3 separate regions of the Mus musculus genome follow, and all the other regions are linked to region 3. A link is a contact called in public HiChIP or PLAC-seq and promoter capture Hi-C data. All regions are on one chromosome and are shown on one strand. The core of a region is the stretch at or near the end of the contact, and the rest is flanking DNA. Distances in the headings are between cores, read along the strand shown.

The links. Promoter capture Hi-C pulls out the DNA fragments that hold promoters and counts their contacts. HiChIP or PLAC-seq counts read pairs in DNA pulled down with a chosen protein or histone mark.
Region 1: a contact with region 3 is called in an H3K27ac HiChIP or PLAC-seq map of embryonic stem cells, with 2.4 times the contacts expected there. The contact joins the enhancer-like site here to the promoter of E2f7 in region 3. A contact is called at or near these places in 1 of 39 promoter capture datasets (pre-B cells), 1 of 15 datasets of contacts at CTCF or cohesin (the NIH/3T3 cell line), 3 of 484 Hi-C or Micro-C datasets (CD4 T cells, epidermal suprabasal cells and nephron progenitors), 6 of 115 datasets of contacts at active chromatin or transcription factors (the 230-238 cell line, embryonic stem cells, fetal liver and 1 more) and 4 of 9 other capture datasets (adipose tissue, embryonic stem cells, liver and 1 more).
Region 2: a contact with region 3 is called in a promoter capture Hi-C map of embryonic stem cells, with 2.4 times the contacts expected there. The contact joins the enhancer-like site here to the promoter of E2f7 in region 3. A contact is called at or near these places in 13 of 39 promoter capture datasets (the 3T3-L1 cell line, 3T3-L1-derived adipocytes, the C10 cell line and 9 more), 1 of 15 datasets of contacts at CTCF or cohesin (the NIH/3T3 cell line), 8 of 484 Hi-C or Micro-C datasets (CD4 T cells, LSK cells, the MNK3 cell line and 4 more), 6 of 115 datasets of contacts at active chromatin or transcription factors (effector CD8 T cells, embryonic stem cells, epiblast stem cells and 3 more) and 3 of 9 other capture datasets (adipose tissue, embryonic stem cells and liver).

Annotation. Positions count from the first base shown.
Region 1 is chr10:110,939,041-110,942,533 of GRCm38.p6, reverse strand. It overlaps Zdhhc17 (zinc finger, DHHC domain containing 17), which reads left to right. Exons shown (of 17, transcript NM_172554.2): 17 at 1-755. Csrp2 (cysteine and glycine-rich protein 2) reads right to left here. Exons shown (of 6, transcript NM_007792.4): 6 at 3,020-3,323. The coding sequence ends at 3,247. Among named protein-coding and RNA genes, the nearest start is that of Csrp2, 21 kb to the right of the region's middle. Within about 2 kb of position 1,598, at least 21 of the 459 cell types and tissues checked have an H3K27ac peak or open chromatin away from gene starts, as enhancers often do. A contact at or near this core is called in embryonic stem cells, where this site is marked.
Region 2 is chr10:110,990,953-110,994,337 of GRCm38.p6, reverse strand. The region is part of intron 1 of Zdhhc17 (zinc finger, DHHC domain containing 17); the gene reads left to right. Among named protein-coding and RNA genes, the nearest start is that of Zdhhc17, 17 kb to the left of the region's middle. Within about 2 kb of position 2,022, at least 91 of the 459 cell types and tissues checked have an H3K27ac peak or open chromatin away from gene starts, as enhancers often do. A contact at or near this core is called in LSK cells, adipose tissue, cerebral cortex and 2 more, where this site is marked.
Region 3 is chr10:110,743,169-110,746,780 of GRCm38.p6, reverse strand. E2f7 (E2F transcription factor 7) reads right to left here and starts at 1,342. Exons shown (of 13, transcript NM_178609.5): 1 at 1,102-1,342; 2 at 357-449. The coding sequence starts at 449.

The sequences.
Region 1 (3,493 bases), core at 349-2,848, 200 kb before region 3:
GAGAAATTTTAGGTAATTTTTAAATTCAAAGTTTATAAAATGCTAGGATTTGTTTTAATTTTCTATTTCGAGTCACTTCACATGGAGACTCAGTTGCAATTTTTATCAGATACATTTTTATCAACAGTTAGAGTACGATGGTTTTCTCAGTTTGAGTAAGAATGTTGTTACCATGTTCTTTCTTTGTGGTACAGTATCCTTTCAGTGCAAGAGATGCTTCTCCGTAAAGCAGGCAACCCCTGTAGATGTGGAACTCCACGGAAGATATTGGCAAGGAGATGCGTTCCAGACTGACGGCTTGTTTGGGTCTCCGCGAGTCTGGAACAGGATTGTCAGATGGTCTGGAGGCTACTGTGCGCCATGTTTCCTTACTCCGCAGGCCTTGTGTGCAGGGCCGGATAAATCCAGTTCTCAGGCTGTGTTTGAAGGTTCCTTGGAGGGAGTTCTCACTGTCAGTTGGATTCCTTTACGAGCTAGGGACGAAGTTCTTGGGAGTTTTTTCATTCATATTTTTGTTGGTTTTGTAGGAGTTTATTTTAAATACTAGGCATAAAGAAGCATCCTACTTAAGCTATGAATGTTTTTGTTTTATATTTTCTTTATTTATAACTGTGCCAAGTATTATTCAGCTACTTACTGTGTTACTCTGTGGAAAGAAAAACTTGTAAAGTGTTTAATAAATCAGTCCTCCTTACATAATTTAAACCTGTCAAAATTTTGTAAAATATTAATCAAAATAAATATTGACTCTTAAATGTGGTGTCTGCTCAGTTCACTTAGAAAGACTGTAAAATAAAGATTCTGCAGTTCTGTTTTGATCGGATTGAAGTCAGGGGCAGGATTTATAGGGGTTTGTAAAAGTAAAACTGTTGGTGTTCTAAAGTTTCTGGCTCCTTGAATGTGGAGAAATCTTTTGCAATAAAAAGACAACCTTTTTCCATAGTATATTTTTGGATTCCATGGAGCTAATAAGGACCTCAGGAAGAATAGAAATCTGAATTTTGAATGTAAGTATGTCTAAAGCATTATTTTTACAAAATGATTTCTACTAAACTTTGATCCTGGTTATTTCAAATGCCAGGCATAGCAAACAAAAGCATTTTCTTTTGCAAATTTGAAAGGCAAAATTATGGCGAGGCTCTTCCCTGTTATCAGTCTCGTTTCCTGAGGTCTCAGAGGCTGGGACGATCATTGGGTGGTTTCAGGTTAGACTAACATTCAGTTCGTAATTAACTTCATGGTATGAGATAGAAGGGCTCCAGAACTGTCGATGCTCAGTCCAGAACTGCTCAAGACAATGAACTCCATGTTCATGTGATGCACTCCCGCTCGTCATTAGTCACGTGTCCCTGACCTTGCCAGATTGGTACGGCTTTCCTAGCATATGTCTCGCTCTACTTTGTAGAACTATCTGAAAAAGCAGTACATCTGGGGACAGGGCTTATTAGGAAACCCGCCCTCATCCCACAAAGTGTTTACTGTTAAATACCTTTGACTTTTGAAGTAGGAAATCTGTAGTTGCAAGTAGAATATGCAGTGTTGGTCTAAGTCACACACTCAAGGAGGCCAGCTCTGACCCCCAGGAAGCCCTTGCCTCTGACCTGGATGTGCGCTTTGTCCCCATCTGCTGGAGATGCAGAGCTGCTCTGTTGAGGGCTGGCCATGGATTCACCGGCCCCTGCTTCCCAGGTAGCAGTGATGAGAAATATGCACCCAGACTCCTGCCTTGATGAAGTTTTAAGAGAAGGCACTATTTTAGAGCTTAGTGATTAGCGTTTATAGTATCAAAATGCTTGGATCTATAGATTTACAAGTTTACCAAATTTGGAAATGTCTGTCATTCTTCTGATATTTTTCTGCCCCCCCCCCCCAACCCCTCCCAAGAACTCTCAGGCAGTTCTGGCTCCTCACATGGTAGCAAGGTTTCTAGGACTTCCACTGTTGACTGAATGCTCTTTCTTTTTTGAACGATTCCTAGCATTTCCTGAGTTTTTCCCTGCAGGGTAAGTGTTTACATAACCTCCATCCCTTGTTTCCCCCCCTACATCTTGGCCAGTTCTAGTGGCTTTTGATAGTTCCCACCCTCATTATAGAAATGTACAGTTGATGAGTTTCCCCCTTCTTTTCAGACCTAGTAATTTTTGTTTTTTATTCATGCTAGATACTTTTGTAAACATTTCGAACTTAGTTCCATAATTCAGTTAGGTTAGTTGGAAAAAGTTTATCTGTTTGGTTTTGATTTTAAAATTTGTTAGGCAGGGCTAGAACGTTGCTCAGTTTAGTAATAACGGTCTGTGTGAAGTGCAGCAGCCAAGACTCCAGCAGTGCTTTATTTAGGGTCCTGCCTCTGGGGAGTGGGGACCTTGCTACCCCCACGTGAGTAGCAGAGGTTGACATCAGGTGTTTCACTGGATCACCTTACTTTGGAGACAGGGTCTCTGAACCGGAGCTCAGCAGGGCACTGGGGACCCAAAAGTCACCAAGCCACCTCTCCAGCCAGAGTCTCATACCCAGGTGTTACTAATGTAGATCATTTCCATCTACCCTCTAGGGAGCTGTCCTGACAAAGAGTCACCACCAGCAGGCTCAAATGGGGCAGAAGGGAAAGAGATGCTGAGTGCTAACTGCTGGCTCCAAGGAGCTTGGCAATCATGAGTCAGTCGAAGCATCTTGACAGCTAAAGAGATCTGTGCATTTGTGTGTGCGTGTGGAAGCCTGGAAAACTGCCAGTGAGCGCACCTTCAACAAAGAGTGTTTTGTTATATATATATATATATATATATATATATATATATATATATATGTATATATATATATATATATGAATGAAAATCTCAAAAGTAAAAATGTCGTTTTCAGCTCTCAGAGTGCAAATGTTAGCCTACTGCATAAAGGAATTGATTGTCTTTTTAAGAACGTCTTTTTTTTTTTTTTAATCAGGAGACTGGTTTTCACTGGAGGAAGGAACCAGATAACTTCTCATCATCTAAAAATCACAACAGCTCCTCTGAAAGGTTAATTAAGAGGTGGTACCCAAATCAAGCCAAAATTTTATTTCAAATGTAAAAGAATGCTCTTAGACGCTAGTGAGTGGGCGGGAGAGTGCAGCGCTGTCGGTCCAGCCCCCACAGGCAGCTCGGTGATGCCCAGTGCCAAGTGCTGGCTGTTTCACAGTAGTGAGCGCCATAAACGCCATCTGCAGTTTGGTAATGGAGATTCTCTGTCGTGCTTACTGGGTTCACACCATTACTGAGCATGAACAAGGGCCCCTGCCCCTTGACCATAGCCAAATCCCTTGGGCCCAAAGTTCTTTGCGTAGCACCCTACAAAGGAAAGGGAGAGTTAATCAGAGGTCACTAACAAATGGCCATGAATTTAAAAGCCAACTGGAGGCTCTGCCAGAGGTCAGTTTAAGATATAAAATGGGCTCTGCTATGAGCATCCTTGTTTGAAGCGAGTCCAGGAATTCCCACGGCATCCAAGTTAGGATTGT
Region 2 (3,385 bases), core at 773-3,272, 250 kb before region 3:
GAGTTGTGTGTGCTCCTTACCTGCTGAGCCTCTTCTGTCCCCGGATTGTTTTCCTATGCATTTCAAGATGAGTGCACATGGCTGCTTTGTTAATCTTGCTTTTCTCTGGGTCTTTTTTTTTTTTAATTTAACTTTGACATTTTGTTTGTCTATGTACCTTACCTGAAATTGTAAATATCCATCATTCTTCAGTGATTTATAGGTTTAATTTTGAATCATTGTAAACATTAATTTATTTGGAATGTTTGAATATCATAGTATAGCTATGCAGGATCTTAACGCCTCCACTGCTGGGGCATTTGCTGAGACGGTGTTTGGGCACACGCTAGATAAAATTATTTCCTTGTCAACATGTAAGTGGTAATACGGTTTAGAATCTGTAGTGTTTTCCTCAACCCTGTCTGGGTATAATTTTACTTCAGAGCGTAATAATCTTACCTTTATGGTGTTTAGAACTGTATTTTCCTATGCAGCAGCCTCCGTGACATGAGACTGTTCGAAATAAATGAAGTTGATAAAATAAAAATTCACATTTCAGTCATAAAACTGAAATCTTGAGTGTATATTAGTGTTATGTGTCTAGCAACTATTGCTTCTGACAGCACAAAATTGAGGGCTGTCTTCCTATTGCACAGGTCTATTGGACAGCATCCATCTGTGTAGGTTTTCTACATTTTCTATGTCTTCCACAAATGTCTTTTGGAGAATGGAGAAATTGCTTAGTTGGTAAAAGCTTATGCGTTTAAGGATGAAGACCTGAGTTTGACCCACGTGAAAGCTGGGCTGAGCAATGTGCACGTGTAACCCTGGAGCTGGGGGCAGAAAGAAAAGGGTTCTCAGAGCTGGCCAGCCATTCGAGCCAGATGCTGACTGAGCTCCAGGTTCAGTGAGAGCCCCTGCCTGGCTCAGAAAGCACTGTGGTAAGATCATTCACTGCTCCTCCAGAAGGCCAGAGCTCACAAGTGCATGTAACTCCATCCACGAGATTTGGCACCCTCTTTTGGCCTCTGAGGATGCCATACATAAAAGTAATAAAGAAAAAAAAGATGGAGAGCAATTGAGGCAGACACCCCATGTCAACTTTAGGCCTCAGAACCCATCCTCACATCTCCATGCATACCCATACATGCACACACATGTACACACATACACACATCTCCATGCATATCCACACATGCAACACACGTACACACATACACACATACACACAAACAGGTAGTACATGAGTGGAATCATTTAGAATGTTCCATACAGGGTTTATTTATTTTTTCTCCCATGCAGCATAGTTGTTGGAGATTTGTCAGGTACTCCTGGTGGGTCATTCCCTTTTATTACTGACTGCTGTTCCATAGTGTGAATAGACCATTTTATACATATACTGCAAATGACCTGGGTTCCCAGCTTCTATTATATTTGTTAAAGTATATCTATGTATGTATATCAATATATATCATAGTTTTTGTATTTAGTTATAATTATTTATGTACAGGTATTTACACAAGCAAAATTTTTATTCTAATGCAGTTACTGGATCACATGGCTGTATACTAGTGTTTTTAAGAAATCAAGCTCTTTCCAGAGTGGCTGTGCATTTTACATTACCGTCAGCTGAGTATGTGTGACACAGTCTCTGATCCTCATTGGTACTTGGTGATGTTGCTTTCTTATTTCATTGTTCTGGCTTCTTTCCAGTCTGATTTTCAGATTTCTTTTGTGATTCAGTTAAGTTACCATTCTGTAGGAGAGTGCTGGCAGGGGTGCAGGGGTGTGGAGTTAGGATCAGGTATGTGTTAAAAGGTGAGACCTGAGTGCAAGAAACAGAAGACATTTGCAGTAAGTATGAGGGGCTAAAGGTGAACTGGAAGTAGGGAGAGAGAGGAGACAACTTTTGATGTGCCTTTATGAAGGGTCACGAGGGTGGCAGTGTTGACCTTGCTGGGGAAGGGAAAGAAAGGGTGTGGATTTGCTAGCCAAAGCTTAGTTATTGAATGTGCAGGCGTGCTGTGTGGGTCACATGATTTGCATAGTGACACAGCACGCGTATTCAGAGGACAGCTTAACAGAGCTGAGTCTCCTCAGCCTTGTGCAGATTCCAGGGATTGAGGCGAGCTTCCCCAGCAAGCACCTCTGTCTGCCAAGCTGTCTTCTGCCCCCACAGCGCACACGGATGAGTGAGTGCCTCATTTACACGGGCACTGACAACTGACCGTTAGGTTTTATCATGGCTAACAGCTGTGGGGTTGTTTGATGTGAGATTAGGAAATAAAGAACAAACTAGCTATATTGCAGTCACTCAAGTAGGGAAGTTTTAAGTAGGCCAGAGATGACAAGGTAGCACTTGTTTTCAGATATTTTATGTCAAGCTTAAAAATAGATGTGGAGACGGCAATTCTATTAAATTATGACTGACCCACTCACTGTGTATGTGTGTGTGTGTGTATTCCCCTCCCCCCCCATGTGGTGTGTGTGTGTGTGTGTGCACACGTGTGCGTGTGCTTGTGTGTGTGTGTTGATACTGGTTTTCTTGGTTGCTCTCTGCCTTATAGTTTGAGGTAGTCTCTTGCTGACCCTGGAGCTCACCATCCAGCTAGCTTAGTCTCGCTAGCTTACTGGAGAACCTGCCCCTTGTTTCCCAAGGGCTGGGGATTAAAGACAAGTTTATTATGTCCATATGGCTTAAAGTCATCACTTTATCTGAGGAACTATCTTCTCAGCCTGATGCCCACCCCTTTTCTTTCTTAGATAACATCTCCTATGTAGCCAGCCCACTTTGACCAGGAACTTGCAATCTCCTCCCTCAGTGTCCTGAGTGATGGGATTACAGGACTGATATGGCAACCACACCCTTGGACACTTCTAACCCACCCTGTAGTTTGTGATGTTTGCCACTCGGGAAGTGGCTGATGATAGTAAATATCCTTTCTCCTGTATATCTTCCTTCCTGTATCTTTGGTAAAGTATCTCCTGTCTGCACTAGTTTACTAGGGCTGCTGGGATCAAATAACAGACCAGACGGTTTACTTGTGGAGAGCCCTTCCCCAGTTTGGAGGCTAGAAAACAAAGGTCCAGATTACGTTGTGGACTAGTATGCTCCTTCCTTTGAAATCTTTAGCCTTTAGATGCCTGGTCTCACTGCCTTTTTAAAGGTTATACTTTTTTTTTTTTTAACATTTAGTTTTGTAATAAGTTTTGAGTTGATTTTTATGTAATTTGAGTTTGAAAAATTGGGTTGATTGGGGCTGGAGAGGTGGTTCAGTGGTTAAGAGCACTGACTGATCTTTCCGAGGTCCTGAGTTCAAATCCGAGCAACCACATGGTGGTTCACAGCTATCTATAATGAGATCTGATGCCCTCTTCTGGTGTGTCTGAAGACAGCAACAGTGTA
Region 3 (3,612 bases), core at 93-2,592:
TCCATTAGGAGGAAGGTGGTGTTTCTCAGCATTCGGACATTAAATCCAGTATTTACAACAACAAAATCCTGTTCCAGGGAATTAACGCTTTCTAATTTCTTCCAACATTAATTCAACTGCCCTTGGGATCTCTAGGCATCACAAACTTCTGATCACTGCATCCAGAATGCACCTTTGGCTTCAGAAGCTGGTTCCAACACTAATGACTTAAGAGGAGCCGAAACAAAGGTCGCAATGGCCCCATTCTCTAAAAACTCCTCTATAACGGCCATCACAATTATGCTGTATACGAGACGAAAGCTAGGCATCACCATCCAAAACATGCTGGAGACTATAAAGTATTTATTTGTGCTTACCTTTTGTGCGTTCTCTGCATCTTCAATGGCAAAATCTAGTCTGGTCTGCCTGGGGCTGATCAAGTCTTTTAGTGTTAAACAATTCACCTCCATCTGGAACACACAACTATATCAGAAAATGATTTTACATTTATTTCCCCCTACAACAACAACGACAAAATGCCACTTGTGAACATCAACTTTCCCTTCCTACAGCATTCCTGGAATTTTCCAAGAATGAAGACACCCTCCATTCCTCATTAAAACTCACACGGACAAACACTTAAAATATACTTAGGAATCACTGGAAATCTGGGAAGACGAAAAAACTGAACAAAACTGCAATCCTTTATGAAAAGCAACAGGCAAAATAGTTACCAAGGAAGGAAGGTGTTAGGCAAATGCCAAGAAAGTTACAGGGTCTCCCAGGTCAGTTAATTTTGGCGCAAAGAACCGGGAGGAATTCAACTTTGAGTGGGTTTGATCTAGGGGGTAGACTGAAACCTGATCTAGAGACCAACCCATGCGGGAAGCGCTCAGCCCCTCCCTAGGCATCTAAGCACACCCCAAGTGAAACTCTTCCCAGGGGACCCCTAAATCGTGGGGGTAGGTGGTAGTGGGGACCAGCCTCCTTCACCTAGCGCTGCAGCCAGCACAACCCCAGGGGGCACTCGGACCCGGGGCCTGTGGGACGGCATCCAGGGCGGCGGGTAACCCGTCTCCGCATTCCCGCCTCCCCATCCGAGGGGGCCGCACGCTTCCTTACTGTCGCTGCGCGATGGAGGGTCTCTCCGGGGACGTCCGCAGCCGCACGCGTGAGCGGGCAGAGCGTGTAGATCTCAGCGGCCGGCTGGCGACATGGGCAGGGCAGGGCAAGGCTCGCAGATCCTCCGCTCCACCCGCGGTGTCCGCGTAGCGACAGCGTCTCCTACCCGCCTAAGCCAAGCTCCAGCCCTGGATCGCGGTCCCCGCTAAAACACCTCCTCTGGCGCCTTGAGACTGAATTTGAGCATTCACCAATGCGCGGCGGCCGGCGGGGCGGTGCCGACCAATGGCGCGGCGGCACGGCCCGAAGCCCCGCCCCTCGCTGTCTTGGCGCTCGGCGCCGCGCCTTTCCTCCCCTTCGCCCGCCCGCCGGATTGTTGTCGCCTCGCCCCCTCCCCCTTCCGGGTACCTGGAGGCGGTGACGCGGGAGCGTTTCCCGCGGGGACGCGGGCGCGGACGCGGGAAGCCGGGGCGGGGCGGCGCGGGCCGGCGCGCTCTCCGCGGGGCGCCCTTTTGTTGTGGGGGACCGACCCACGCCGGCCCCCAGCGCAGCAGATGGAGCCGGGGAAACGATCCGCACGCGCGGGATGCTGCGGACGCCGCCCTGCCCCCAGCAACCTGCGGGAGCCGAGTTGCCGGGACCTGCCAGGGCGGCTCCCTAGCACCCGGCGCCGCCAGGTGACACGTGAACCCTGGTTAGCACCTGGGCTGCGAGCAGATGGCACGCCCGTTAGCCCTGGGAACAACCCCGGCAGCCGCACCAAAGGGGGTTTTGCAAAAGGTTTCCTGGTGTTCCCTCTCCAGAGCATTAGAGATGGTCGAGAATGTGTTATTAGACAGTTTCTAGTAAGGACTAGCTTGGGGGATGGGGGAACAGTCAAGAATATCTCTGGAATATTACTGATTTCTATTAGACCTTTCACTTCCTTCGGATTCTTATTTAAAATATGAACCTAAGGAAAGACTGCTATTTTAGGCCCCTCTTGAGAAACTCTTGTTTAGAACCGTTTTGGATTTGCACAAAAAACTGAAAAGATACTTTAAAAGAGTTCACTCACATCTAGTACCCAGTTTCAGCCACTTATGTAAGTACAAAGCACTTGTTTAAGTCACTATTTATTCAGGTTTTCTTTTTACCAAATGCTTTTTTATTTCCTGTTGGAGGACATCGCTTTTGTTCATCTCTCCTAAGCTCCTGGTTCAGTTTCTTGGGTTGATCCCCAGATTTTCCCCGAGTACTGTTATTTTGTAGGGTGCCCTCAGCTGGGATTTATAACGGCCTCTTTAACACATGCCCACGAGTATTTCCCCACTTCAACGCAAAACTATCATTCTCATTACCCCGTCTTAGCCGTTCCGTGCAAAGGCCCCACCCTTCACCTCTCAGCTCTCAAAAATGTACAATGAGCCATCAGAAGAATTCAAAATATTTACTCAAGTCCTTCGGTTTTTACTCCAGTCTGCTGGTACATTCAGCCTGAAAATGGCTACCGGACTATACCTTAGAAAAGACCAGAACGCATGTAAAACAATCCGCATGAACAAATAAACAATAGTAGCTTAAAAAAAAAGTATGTCTATGGCAAATAACAATTTGAAGACTATAGGGATAGCTCAGCCAATAAAGTGCTTGAAGGATCAGAGTTGGACCTCTGGTGCCCATGCTGGTGTGGAGGTGCCTGTGCTTGCAGCACCAGCAGGCACAGACCGATCCCTGGGGCTTGCGGACTAGCCTGTTTAATAAGCTCCAGATAAAGGAAAGACCCCCGTGTCAAAAACCAGAGGTATGGGGTTGGAGAGATGGCTTAATCAGTAAAGTGCTTGCTCAACAAGCAGGAGGACGGAGTTGGGATTCCCAGCACCCATTTTCAAAGCTGGGGGTGAGGTAGTCTGTAACCCAGGCTGCGGAGACCCACTGCTTCGAGAAGGTCATTGGCCAGTCAAGCTATCCTAGGTCAGTGACAGTCCCTATTTCAAAGGAATGAGTTAATGAACTGATGAGTAAATATAATGTGTAGAGCTATTGAAAAAAGACATCTAGCATCTGCTCTGGTCTTCACATTGGCAATTACATGTCTCTCTCTCTCTCTCTCTCTCTCTCTCTCTCTCTCTCACACACACACACACACACACACACACACACACACACCAAAAGAAAAATTGGAACTAAAATCTATCTTCTAAATGGTTAGAGAACCATAGGGACATGAAAAGAGAAAAACTGAAACTTACTTTTTTTTTTTTCATCACGCAGATCCAGAGAATTTAGATGAAGAGATGCATGACTTATGACTGTGGTGGTTTTCTGTGGCTGCTACAATAGATTTACCACAAAATGACTGTCTTAAAAAAAAAAAACCCACAGAAGTTTATACATATAACATATATAAATATTATACAAATACTTATATTTACTATATAAATTTAGAAAGTCATCTAAATATGATCATGCCCATGGGTTTCAGAGTGTATTACATGGATAGACATCTTCAGGAGGTACCATTCAAAACCC